Regions from separate parts of the Gossypium arboreum genome. Here region 2 is linked to region 1. The links are chromatin contacts, called in public Hi-C maps. All regions are on one chromosome and are shown on one strand. Each heading gives the region's core, a stretch centred on a gene start, on an enhancer-like site or on the middle of the called end of the contact. The rest is flanking DNA. Distances are from core to core; before and after follow the strand shown. Region 1 holds the start of LOC108486681 (pentatricopeptide repeat-containing protein At5g61990, mitochondrial). Region 2 holds the start of LOC108480549 (transcription factor ICE1-like).

Evidence for each region. Hi-C and Micro-C count contacts between places; a contact is called where the count stands out from the background.
Region 2: a contact with region 1 is called in a Hi-C map of leaf, with 2.7 times the contacts expected there. The contact joins the promoter of LOC108480549 here to the promoter of LOC108486681 in region 1. A contact is called at or near these places in 2 of 5 Hi-C or Micro-C datasets (both in leaf).

The regions. Positions count from the first base shown.
Region 1 is chr1:13,160,247-13,167,487 of ASM2569848v2, forward strand. It overlaps LOC108486681 (pentatricopeptide repeat-containing protein At5g61990, mitochondrial), which reads right to left and starts at 5,541. Exons shown (of 1, transcript XM_017790856.2): 1 at 1,939-5,541. The coding sequence starts at 5,410. The coding sequence ends at 2,339. It overlaps LOC108485632 (ADP-ribosylation factor GTPase-activating protein AGD1), which reads left to right. Exons shown (of 20, transcript XM_053027414.1): 19 at 878-1,170; 20 at 1,313-1,850. The coding sequence ends at 1,418.
Region 2 is chr1:13,372,781-13,379,439 of ASM2569848v2, forward strand. LOC108480549 (transcription factor ICE1-like) reads right to left here and starts at 4,929. Exons shown (of 5, transcript XR_001870645.2): 1 at 3,392-4,929; 2 at 2,227-2,454; 3 at 1,774-1,944; 4 at 1,326-1,466; 5 at 964-1,256.

The DNA.
Region 1 (7,241 bases), core at 4,291-6,790:
ACACATATTCCTTGAAGAAATTTAGGATCAGGGAATATTTGTAGAGCATTATATATTTGGTTGGGTAAGTTAGGAAGATGTAAACAACAGGAACAGTGACTACTGTTTTAACCATGTTATCTAGTTTGTCTGTACTACAAATTTTGCTCGGTCCAAGGACTTGAAATATTTTTTTTTCCTCGGAATTCTTCAGGAGTTGGACTTGTTATCATTTTATGTTATCCTCATGCAACCATTATTTGCTGTATGTATGTTTAATTGCCTAGTCATGCAGCTTTTATATAAACTTTTACCCAGGTAAGATCACTGACACTTGATGTTAAAGTGTGGGAACCGTCTGTGTTGGATTTGTTTCAATCACTGGGAAATATCTATGTGAACTCAATCTGGGAGGAGTTGTTGCACTCAGGACCTACAAGAACTGTTATACCTGCGGGGTAAGTCAGACTATTTGATTTGATGGGAGAACTCTTCCTATGATGAACCTTTTTACTTCTTGTTGTAGTTCTTCCAACTCTGAAGGACATAAGCAACTTGTGAAAATGAAACCTACTCACGATGACCCCATTTCAGTGAAGGAGTTGTTCATTCATGCAAAGGTATTGCTCCGAATTATCTAGTTTTTCCTACGGATGTAGAGTTGACGGTTTCCGATTATTTCAGTATGCAGAGAAAGCTTTTGTTCCTAAGATAACAGACAAACGGCGTCTCCACTCTGTAGCAGAAGAGGTGTGGGAAAGTGTTCGTTCTAATGACCCAAGGGCTGTATACCGCTACATTGTTTGCTATGGGGCTGATGTGAATACAATTTATGGTCATGCATCATATTGTACATCCTCCCCCTCTGTCCACAATTCCAGATTAATGTATGTAATAGGAAAAACCAAAGAAATCCTTTAATTACGACTTTGATTGCTTTGCAGTTGACTCTCTGGACCCCTCATCAAGATCTTTGAACTCGTTAAATAAAAACGAAGATCAGATCGAGAAGGAGCATCCCGACAGTTGTTCACTACTTCATCTTGCCTGCTTAACCACCGATATCTGCATGGTGGAGCTGCTGCTTCAGTATGGAGCAAATATAAATGCGTCCGATTCAAGAGGTCGGATGCCACTCCATATTTGTGTCATTGGCAGGAATTTTGCAATAGCAAAATTGCTTCTTACAAGGTGACTTTTTCATTTTCTTACTTTTTTTTGTTCATAATTTTCATAAGTTTCCGCTTTTGGGGTATGTTATCCTTTTTAGACAGATATAATTTCGCTTACACTGGTTATCTTTCCCACTACCATGAATGCAACCGAATTGCAGGGGAGCAGATCCACATGCTGTAGACGGAGAAGGTCACACTTCTATTCAGCTTGCATTAGCATCAGGTGTTGATGATCATGAGGTTTTGCCATTCTTAACAGAATGATAGTATAGTATATCACAACCCCAGAAGGGAACGTCAAAGACCCGGAATGGAAGAAATCAACCATACATTAGGGCTTTTAGCAGACAAAGTTGAAAGTTTGGCTTTACCCCATGTGAAACTGCATCATAATTCATAGCTTTCTTCAAGTATATGACTATATGCAATTCCCACCACCATCTTGGTGGCTCCTTTGGATACTCTGTTTTAGTAGCTTATATTTTTAGGTTCTATTTATTTCTTTTATATATATATATATGAAAATTTTATTTGAGGATCGGGTAGCTCATGCATTTAAATGTATTATAAGTTTTATAAGAGAATGGTCTTTTTTCTTTTTCGAGAGAGTGATAAAATATAATGTAATATCAAAATCTTAAATACAAAAACAAGTGCATTTAAATGTATTGCGACATATTCAGTCGTGTTCAATTATACTATATTCGTATTTATTAACCTTGTGTTTTTGTCGTAGTCTCATATTTATTACAGGGAATAAGAAGCTAAAAGTATTAATGTCATATTGAGAGCCAAAAGCTTGCTTGTAATTGATGATGAAGGTATAAATTATCCAACAGCTAAGAAGAATGAAAACTGATAGTAATAATACAAATCTTTGAGGCCTAAACAATGTGACAAACACTTCCACTCCTGCCGCCTACATTGCTTATTCAGCGCTTACATGTAAGTTAGTTACTATCACTGACCTTTCCGAGTGTCCTGCTCACCTGAACCTTCCACTTTGATAGGAAGCATCCAACACGACAAGTTTCCAGATGGTTTCGAAAACACCATGATTTCTGAGCCTGGCTGAGTTGGTCTACTCTAGCACTTAGCATGAGCCTGCTCCATTAGTGATTCAGGAAGTTTTTAACTGAAGTGCAAAGAAAGAACAGATGGTCTAACTTTTTCTCCCGTAGTTTTTACACTTGACAAGCAACTCCGCATGTTGCTTGCTTGGGAGAATTGTTAGGGCTCTCCAAGTTTGCAACATCATTTTCTTTATCAATAATGCTATTCACAGTGGTGGTGTTTGGAATCCATCCGAACCGGACCAAGCTCTCAAGAATCCATTCTGCTTTCTCTGGATTTCCCTTATCATGAAAACCATGAACAAGCTTGTGACATGTAATTGGACTGAGCTTAAGTCCTTGTTCTGCCATTTCTTCAAGTGACTTTGGAACTTCCGAAAACTCCTCTCTTTTGCATACAGCGTCCAGCAGCAGAAAAGTGGGATTTTTATCGAACACAACATCCTTCACTAGAATTTCATCCAACAGCTTCAACATTCCAATCAAACTATTTTCTTCCAAGTAAGCATTAGCAATAAGACGATAAATAATTTCATCAGGTTCAACCCCTTTTGCAGCCATGGACACGAAAAGATCAAACATCTCTGCTTTCCTCCCTAATCTGTAGTAACCATGTAAAAGCAAGTTGTAAGTTACAACATTCGGAACCAGATTCCTCCTTTGCATCTCCAAAAAGAGAATTTCGGCTTCTTCCATCCTTCCTGCCTTGCTGTGATAATCAATTAGGATTGTATAGGTTCTATGGTTTGGTGTAATACAGTTACTGGCCATGTCTTCTAACAGCCTCATAGCTTCATTTGGTTTCCCCGTCTTGCATAACCCATTGATCAATGCATTGAAAGAAGAGGTGGGATCAAAGCCCTTCTGCAACATTTCAGAAAACAAAGAGAGCGCCTTGTCCAATTCTCCTCCTTTACAGCATCCGTCAATAAGGGCACAATAAGTAAAACTATCAGGTGGAACACCCTTTGAGGGCATTTTATCCAGTAACTGAAATGCCTCAGTTAAATTTCCAGATTTGCAATATCCATCTATAATTATAGAATAACTCTTGACATTAGGTGCCAAGCCTCTCTGTGAGATTTCATTAAACACCCTCCTAGCTTTCTCGGTGTCACCTAACTTACACAGACCATCAATCATTGCATTATATGTAACAATATTAGGAGCAATGCCCTTTTGACACATCTTATCATAGAGGTTGAGAGCAGCCTCCATATCACCAAGCTTAGAAAAGACAGAAATGAGAGAAGTATAAGTGAATACATCAGGCACTATACCCTTTTCATCAAGTTGAGAGAACAGTTGCATTGCATCATTAATTCTACCATTTGCTGCAAGGCCGTGGATGAGTGCAGTGTAAGTCTTTATGTCTGGGAGCACACCTTTTTCAGACATGTGCCTAAATGTCGACAGAGCCTCGGTTACATTTCCCACTTTGCAAAGGCTATTAATCAATATAGTATAGATAGCATTATTTGGAGCTATACCATAACTATGCATCTCTCTGAAACACCTTTCTACTGCCTCCATTTCCCCGGCCTTAGCATATCCATGGATTAAAGTCCCATAGGTAATTTCATTAGGCTTCAACCCCCTGTCAACCATTTCGACTAAGAAGCTCCTTGCTTCGTCCATCATTTGGGACTTACATAAGCCACTTAAAAGAGTATTGCAACAAAAGATATCAGCCATTTGTCCATTCTCCATCATTCTGTTGAGAATCTTTCTTGCTTCCTTGAATCTACTTTTCTGAATATGACCTTTTATCAGATTTGTATACACAACAACGTTGGGCTTCAACCCTACCTTAATCATTGCCTCAAAAACATAATTAGCTCGACCAAGATCTCCACAGTGACATAATCCACTAATTATACCATTATAAGTGTACATCGTGGGTGTCAAGTTGTGTTCCTTCATCTCTTCAAACAATTCATGGGCCTTGAGAAAATTCCCTTGTCGACAATAACTCTGGATCATAAGACTAAATGTTTGTGCATCAGGTCCGATGCCAATCAAAACCATCTCATCGAACAGAGCTTTTCCTTTCTCCAAGTCACCAGCCTTAGAAGCCCCACCAATAAGCACATTATACGTGAACACATTCGGTTTAATTCCACAAGCAACCATCTCATCCTTGACTTGGAAAGCCTCGGCCATGCTCCCCCGTTTAATGAACCCATCAATCAAAGCTGTGTAAGCAAAATGGTTAGGATTTAAGCCTGCACAACGCATTTCCTCCATCATCAATTTTGCTTCCTGAAATCTGTTATGCCTACAAAACCCATTAATAACCGTATTGTAAGTATATGCATCAGGGTTGAAACCCTTCCGACTCATGGAGTTTTTCAACTTCAATGCTTCATCAACAGCACCAGCTTTACACAGTCCACCAATCATAACATTATAAGTAACCAAACCAGGGCTACATCCCTTCTCCTCCATATCCATAAACACCCTTTTTGCCTTCTCAATATCCCCAACTCGACAATGAGCATTAATCACATTGGTAAAAGTATAAACATCAGGCACCAATTTAGCATCTATCATCCCATTGAAAACCTTCCAAAACAAATCCAACTTATTTACCTTAAGCAAATCACCTAAAAAGTTATTACAACAAGCCAAACCAGGCAAAACCCCAACTTCTTTAGCACCCAAAAAAACATAAACAGCATCGTTCCAAGAACCCATTTTCTTATAACAACCAATCAAAATATCGAAAACCCCGACATAATTCCCTTCATAGCCCTTCCAGCACCTAATAATTGAACCCAAAATGGCCTGAACGGGCCTTCTAGTCCTAACCATGCTGTCTAAAACAATAGTGGCTTTACGAAACATCTTCGAATTACATAAAGTAACTGCTAGAAAAGAAAAAGAATCCAAATTTTGAGGGTTCGGGGATTGCTGACTTGCCCAGTTGAAGAAACTGAAAAGGCGTTCGGGATCATGAATCGAGTTTTGGAGAAGAACGGAGTGAACTATTTCTGGGTTCAGCTTGCTTGTCAATTCTGATGATGTTTCAAGAAGTCGTTTCCAGTCATTTTTACTGAGGATAGAAGCGATTTCCACGGCTTCGGCGTCATTTGAAGCTGATGTACAAAGGGAAGCCGATTTGAGACGAGAGGGCCTTGATTTCGTGAAACAATAGACCGTTTGCTTTGAAGATAAACGCATTGTTTTGAAGGATTTTCAAGGTGAAAAAATGGAGACGCTTTTAGTCTGCGAAAAACAGAAAAAGATAAAAGAATCAGCGAGGAAGGGGAACGTTTACAGCACACTTTGGTGGGCTTTTGGCTTCACTTTTCTAAGCTGTTTGGCCCATGTATTTGTACTCTAATTAAAATCCCGGTTTAAGCTTTTCAGTCAACGAAATCGAACACCTCAGCATTTTAATTTTAAATTTATAAATATCTAAAATAAACTTCAAATTATATTAGTTTATGTTAAAATTAAGAAATTTTAAATATAAAATTTTAAATAATTTATTTTAAGGTAATTTTAATTAATTTATTGAACTTTAAAATTAATTAAATTAAATATAAAAATAATATAAAATTATTAAGCGTTTTGGTAAGATATTTTGTATTTTCAATGAAAAAAATCCAGACATTAAAGAGAATATTTTGGGAGTGAACTATAAACCTTAAACATGAACTATAAAACCAACATAGAGAACATTAAAAAAATTAATTTTTAAAAAATTTAAAGCTATGTTAATAATTAATATAAACTAAATAAAGTTAAGTTTTTACAACTTTTTTAAAAAAATGTTTAGTGTTATAATTGATGAACTAATTTAATCTATAAAAATCAAGAGTATTGTTTTTGTTAGGTACGAAAATATAAAGAGAGAGATGAATTAATATTTTAAATTTTTGTCGCTTATAAATGAGTTATCGTTTAGAGTAATAAAATATAACACAAAAATATATAAGAATTTAGAACGGCAGTGTTCGCAATTGCACAAATTGAATTGTAATATAGTTAGTAAAATGAAATACTTGAAAGTATTATAAGAATCGTACCCAAGGGAGGATGGAGTAAATTATGAAAATATTTTTACAGTAATAAGTCTAAGTAGTAGTAATTAATTCCTATATTACGATAAATTATAAAATAGATTAAAGAGATAATTTAATTAACTAAAATGAATAAACAAGAAAAATAAACAAACGACTTAATCAATAAACCAATCAGAAAGATTAACTCGCTTCAAGGTTTGTAACTAACTTCGAATTAGGGTTTTAAGGTTGATTAGCTACCGATTAACTAATTATTACCTCTCGGCTTCTAATTAACTAATCGGTTGATTGATACTTGCTTATCTCCTGACCTTACTTTCTCAACCAGGATAAATTTGTTAAGAACGAAATAAAAAATCCGAGAAAGAGAAGAGAAGAGAATAGAAGAATAGAAAATAGAGGAGAGAACAATGCATATTAGAAAGGTGTGTTGATAGTTTTCAATTTTCATATCCAATACTGTCAATTACATGCTGATATATAGGAAAAACAATTGAATTGTCTAACAGTCGAAATAGCAGAAAAACAAACAAAACAAATTGTACGATTGTTTCTATGATACATTTCATTTTATTTAACCTGATGCACACCGTTTTTACAACCTGCTCTCGGCCCAACTACCCATAACAACTACTCTCTCCTTGAAGAAGATCCTTGTCCTCTAGGATCTATATGAAGGTAAGCATCCTTCAGCTGCACCAAAGATTCCCATGTGGCATCCTCTGGAAATGAATTCACCCATTCAACCAAAACTTCAGTTGTGGCCACATTCCCACGCTTCACCATCCTTCTATCTAAAATTCAAATAGGCTTTTTGGCCCAAAATCCTTGGTTGTCCACTACTGGCAGAGACACTTATACATGAGCAGCTCCAACATATTTCTTAAGTTATGAAACATGAAAAGTAGGGTGAATTCTAGATCCTTGGGGGCAGCTACATCTTGTATGCTACCTTCTGATCTTACTTTCCACCATGTATGACC
Region 2 (6,659 bases), core at 3,679-6,178, 210 kb after region 1:
TATAATTATTAATTAATAGTATATGATGTATAACATCGTAAATAATAACATTTTATAATCAATAATAATATAAAGGTAAACATTAGAATAAGTAATTTATAATATACAAATAAAAACATTTTTTTCGGTGGAAGTAAATAGTCAAAGGACAGCAATTACAAGACTAACAAACAAATATTAAAACAGCCATATCCTAAATTAGAAAAGCTTTAACCAAAACTGGGGATAGTTATAAATCTGTAAATTACAATGGTGAATGTCTGTAAATATTATGAATAAAATAATAATAAATGATATATGATAAAATAAATAATTGATAATATAAAATAATAGTAAAATTAATTACATTTGTACAATTTTGTATAAACTAAGTAAAAGGTTATAAATATATTTGTATTAAAATTTCAAATTCAAAGCTTAACTTGCAATTAAATTATCAATTATATGTTTTAAAATTTACATCAAATTAATTAAATTTTTTTATAGAATATTATAATACTTATATTTTAAATACTTCATATGTAAATTTAGATAGAAAAACTAAAATGGAAAGATCATATATTTAGTTTCTACAAATATTAAGCCTTAATTTTTTTGTTATATTTATTTCTATTTTAAATTTTAAATTTCATATTAATGTAATATAATGAAGATTATTTTAATTAATTTTTATAAAACATTAAACTATCATGTAACATTTTGATAATATCACATACATAATATATGATATTAAAATTAGTATATGTTATGAACTAGAGCAGTAGGTTCATTGGTCGAAAGAGAGTTCACCTATACTCGACATCAAAGTTCGCCTGTGTGGTAGTATGTGTGAGTTTGAGCTCATGTTGTAAATAAAAAAAAAAAAAACTAGTATATATTATAGCAAGGAGATGTAAATTAGACTTTGTTTTTAAATGTTGCTCAAGTTTTGTTCTAATGTCAAATTTGAGACAAAGCAGCACGTTTCATGCAACGTAGAGAATTGGCTTAGCTGGAAAAGTCCATAACAATTCCAGGATCATATCAACCCACTTTCTCAGGTTCATATGAGTATTGTCTTTAAAAACGAATCTGAAATCTGAATTTAAAGTGTTTCAAATCTAAGGCCTAAGGCACATGTTTGCTCGACTATAGTCTACATACATTCCAAATATAACAACATATGTTTTTATTAGTAAAAAGCGGAAAAAGATTTTGCAAATTACAGATTATCAGTTTGTCCAAAAGTTTAGCTTAGTTGATGATGAGTTTCTGACCTGAAGAAACAAAGTTAAAAGTTTTTCAGGTTTATATAATTTGATCTGGTGGAACAAATATACACTTACCTCATGGAGATTTCAAGACTATTCATGGTCAAAATATAAACTTGGGGGAAGAAACCTCTATATCATGTTGGGGAAGCCAGTTGAATCCAAAAGTACGGCTTTGATATTCTCAGGATTGATGTCCTGCCCTTCCTTGCATTGCTGGAAATTGGAAAAACACAACAATTAGTATGTTAAAACTCAAAAGTGAACTGTGAATTCTCAATAAGAATATAGAAGATACCCCTCCTATCCTTTACTTGCATGATAAACCAGATAGGAGAAAGCTATAATCCAAACTGCAGATGCTTTTCTCATGATAACAGAGTTGGCTAAGAGGGAAAACTACATATATTCGTTTTTCTTTCGTGTCATGATCATGTTAAAGTTTTCACGGTCACCACCGTTATTGCTGTCATCAACTTTTGAAAAGCAAAATGGGAAGTTTACAAGGGGTCAGAAAATGTACCTCAGCTCGAAAGATATCCATGGAAAAACCGTTGAAACAGCTAATGACTGCTTGCTGGGCGTCAAGTCCAAGGTTGTCCAAAGCCCTGATTATGGAGAGCAAAAGACCTGGTCTCCGCCCACAGAACATGTGGATGTTTACAGCTTTTCCTTCTCTCAGCCTTACTTCAACCTATATAAATACAGTCACACACACACATTTGGCTAAATCAGTTGGCATACAATTTGGCTAAATTTTACAATGTGACTCATATCGAATGACGCTACATGCAACCCAATTCTATGTTACTCTCTGACTCTTCATTTTTCTTCAAGTACCCATGTACAACATATTTATGATCAGTTAAATACTGATATTTGCTAAAATTCAGAAAGACCTAACTAGATATAATTGCAGAAACAAAGAAAAGTGAAAGGTGAAAGTAACTTTTCATGATACAGATATGAAGCTTACTCTTGCTGGCTGCCCATTCAGACCCGGTGATGAACTGGGGCCAAGTTCATCCTTGATACGGCTAGGAAAGGTAGCTGGAGTGGGTGTCAATGGATGGAAACTGCTGGTTGTAGGTGTCAGTGAGGAGCTTGGAAGGATTGACTCCAATTCATTGTGGAGGTCATTGATTCTCTGTAGAAGTTCCTTCAGGTACTCGATAGCATCCCCGAGAATTGAAGCTCTATCCATCTATAAGTAAAAGGAGAAGGTAAATCATACTATTTCTAAGAAGCAAAAATGAGAAAATATGAACTTTCCAAAACCCTTCTTTTGCAAGTAAAGTAACATGCTCCTTCGTCGAGGTTAGTTAGATTAGAAGTTTAACTACTCTTCATTTGACAAACACATGGGTATGGGGTACATTCAAATTTTTTAAAGTTGTTTCCATGAATTTAGAGAGTCGGCTTCGTGGGCGAGCTAAACATAGATACTTGAAGAAAAATATAAACACAGAGCACATAAGATGTGTTGAGAATGTGCCTGAGAATGTGCCTTAGACTTGCTTAATAATAGGTCTGTAGACCAAGTCTTTAGGGCTTTTTAATTTTTAATTTTTTGTGAAATGATTTTAGGAGTAAGTTAAGTGTTTGTGGTATGATTTTAGGAGTAAGTTTAACAGGCTTCTGTTTTTTTTTTTTTTTTTTGCCTATATAATCTTAACAATACAACAGATTATTGTGTGCTTCCAATATATCTTTCTTTCATATTTTCAGTGTTTTATATTGTTGCTAAAATACCAACAATGTAACTATTTACGGTGCTCAAATATAAAAGTATAAAGACATGATAAGAAAAGATTGCAAGTATTGAACTTTACTTATGGATGAGTTGAAAGAAGTTACTGAAATGTGGTCCAAAGAATTATGGTGAAATTTGAAACACACAACCAGACTCCATGTGAGAGAAATTAATGCTAACTTTCTCACAGCATTTTGAGAACACATAAAAACAAAAGATTGCCAGTGACTCACATATAATCCAAAAATGCCACCCAGAAAACAAAAACACACACACCAAAATAAGAAAAAGTAAGAAAATTTGATGTTTTTCCGAGGATCAAAATGAACACAATAGTTCATACTTGAATTCACAAGATAAAAAAGAAAGTCTGAAAGAAAATTCTTACTTTGCTAATCTTTGGAACAACAGAGCGCAACATGTAAAGCCTATCATTGAGTTTCTTCCGACGGCGCCTCTCAGCCATCAAATTCTTAGCAGGAAGCCCTTTCCTTTTACCCTTTTGGTTTTGGTCTCCTCCAGTAGCACTAGTGTTTGCATTTATGGTATTTCCCCCATTTTTAAGAGTTTCCTCCACCTTGGTATTCTCAGTAAACTCATCTGAATCATAATTCAGAGCTGACCCATCAATGCTCACATCTTCTACATCATCTCTGCTGTTAATTTTCCTCTTCTCATTCTCTTCTTTACCCATTTCTTTCTTCCCTTTATCTCCCCCAGTACCACTTGAAACAGTAACCTTTCCTCCATCTAACACCCCGAAATTTGGTCCACTATCAGTTGAATTCTTCCTCATAGCTGCTCTTTTTTGGAATAAATTAGGTTGTGCACCAACGGAAGGACAACTTTCTAGTGGCCTTAACAACTTAGATCTCTTTAAAAACAGAGCATTTCCAGGATTCTCATCAAACCCTTGAAAACCAGCAAACCCGGCACCATTTTCTGGTAGCTGAGCTATCCGAGAACTCGAAAACTGAGCCTCAGGACACAAATTAGCAGGGTCTAAATGATTATCATGACCTAGATCAGTTAAACTACCCAAAACCCCAGCATTTCCCCTGTTCAACAAATTAATACCATTTGTTGCTTGGTTGTCAAGGAACCCAATTTCACTCAAATCAAAACCATGGTCTAAAGGGCTATTAGAAACAAAATTAAGGATTGAAGATAAGTTTGGTTTTGGTTGGCAAAAGTACTGTACCTGAGATGGGTTAAGATGGTTGAAAACGGAGGAAGATGGTGAACATGAAGATGAAGAATCCACTGAAGGGAGAGAATGATGATGGAGCAAAAGATTATCTCTATGATGGTCACCAAGATTTGAAGTAAAGGAAAGGTCTCTAATATCTTGATGGCTTGAAATGCTGTTGTTTCCTACGTACCATTCATCATCTAACATGGATTTGAATGTTGAAAAAGTACCCATATCTTCTTTGTTCTCCATTATAACACCACTGTTATTGTTGTTATTATTATTGTTGCTGTTGTAGTTGGTTCGGTTCCATGAAGCTGAGTCTTCATCTTCTTTATCTTCCATCCAAATAACACCGCCATTAACCCTTGGAAGCATGGGTTTCGGGAGAACTTCTTGATTATGCAGGACTCCAAATTTTCTTTGTTTTCTTTGAAAAGAGAGAATCAAAACCTACCTTTGTTTTTTGTTGAGCGATTATGAACTTAAAATAGTGGGGGTAGGGGGAATGGGGCAGCTTTTGAGAGAGAGAGAGAGAGAGAGTGAGAGAGTTGCAGAAATGGCGAAAGCTTTTTGATTGAATCAGCTAAAGAGAAAAACAATCAAATTGTCGACTTTAGAGGGATTAAATGATACGTGGTGAAATAAATAAAAAGGTAAATAAAGTTTAAGGAATTGAAATTGGGTGTAACTTTGTAGAGGTCACTTCCAAAATCTTCATATAAAACACACAAAATGCTCAAATTAGGCTAAAATTTGTTAAAGAAACCTTTCAAAAGAAAAAGTTTAAATTCAAATATCTTATAGATTTTAAATTATACTTTTATTTTTAAATAATATTTAATTCAATTTATATGTTTTATTTTAAATACATCAATATTTGCATAACTTTTATTATAAAGTAAATAAAATGTCTTTCTTAAAGTTTAAGCCCTTACATGATTATTTTTGAAAGATTTGACAATAATCTAAGCTCTAATGTGAACATTTAGTGAATTTATAATAGGGTTGTTTTTAAACCTAATATATAAAAAAGCCTAAGTAAAATAAGTTAATAGTAAATTAAGATTTTAATTGAAAATAACACTCAATTGAGCCCTTGGTCGAATTAATTTTAATATAAATCCCTTAAGTCCGTTAATTTCACTATGGCACGTTAAGGTTGTGCCACATGATGAAATATGCTAATTTTCATTTAAAATATTTAAAAATAATAAAAAATTTAAACTTATAAAAAATAGAATTTCAAAAAAATAGAATTTTTAAAAATATATGGAAATTTATCTAAAAATAATATAAAATTTTTTAAAAAATTTGTAAAAGAATTAGAATTTTCAAAAAATTATAAAAGGAAAAATTATAAAATATATTAAAATTTATTTAAAATAATATAAAAATGTAAAACTTATAAAATTGCAAACAATATTAAAAATAGAAAATTATTAAAATTATATAAAATTATGAAAAGAATCAGCATAGTTCACTAATTTGTGACATAAAGAATTAACCAACGAGAAAAAGAACCAAAATTGGGTTAAGGTTAAAGGGGACAGTTCAGGCTCCTAATGACAACACCATGTTCCCTTGTGGAGTTTATGCTTATATTAATGATATTGACAAGTTGACCAAACTCAAAGATGGCTGCATAAAAAAAAATTGTTATATTTTCATAATTTTTAAATATTTTTAATAATTTTTATAATTTTCTATAATAATTTTTGAAAAATTATAAAAAATTAGGTGTAATTTTTTAAATTTTAAAAATTCTAAAATTTTAATAATTTTCTATTATTTTTAATATTTTTATAAATTTGTAAATTTTTATAATTTTATAACTTTTAAAAATTCTATTTTAAAAATTTTCAAAGTTCTAATTCTTTTATAATTTTAGAATTCTTTTATAATTTCTATAAATTTTATGCTTTTTAAACCTTTTTAGGAAATTACTCAATTTTGCCACATTGCACAACCTTAGTGTGCCACGAGGCGACGTTAATGGAAATCAAAGGCTTTCACATGTTAAACTAGCTTTATTTGATAATATGTTTTGATATAACAAATTAAAACATTTTTAAATAAAAGTTAAATTAAACAAAATTGGTAAAATGATAAAATCAAGTTAAAATAGTTTTAGTTGAGTTAAACATTTTCAATTAAGTTAAAATTGTTTTAAAACAAGTTAATATTTCTCTAGGCAAAAAAGTATCAGTATCTATAGTTTTCAAAATATCGATACCCATTCTAAAATCGATACCAAATTAACATTCCGTTTTCAACCAATTTAGCTAAGTATCGGTCTAGTATCGATACTTTTTATATGGTATCGATAAAAGTTCATTGGTATCGATATCTTTAGCTCCAACAGCTACTGAACTTTGCATTAAATGCAAAAATTATTGATACCTTTTTAGTTGGTACTAATACTCGTTGTTACATATGAATTAAATGCACTACTTTTTACATC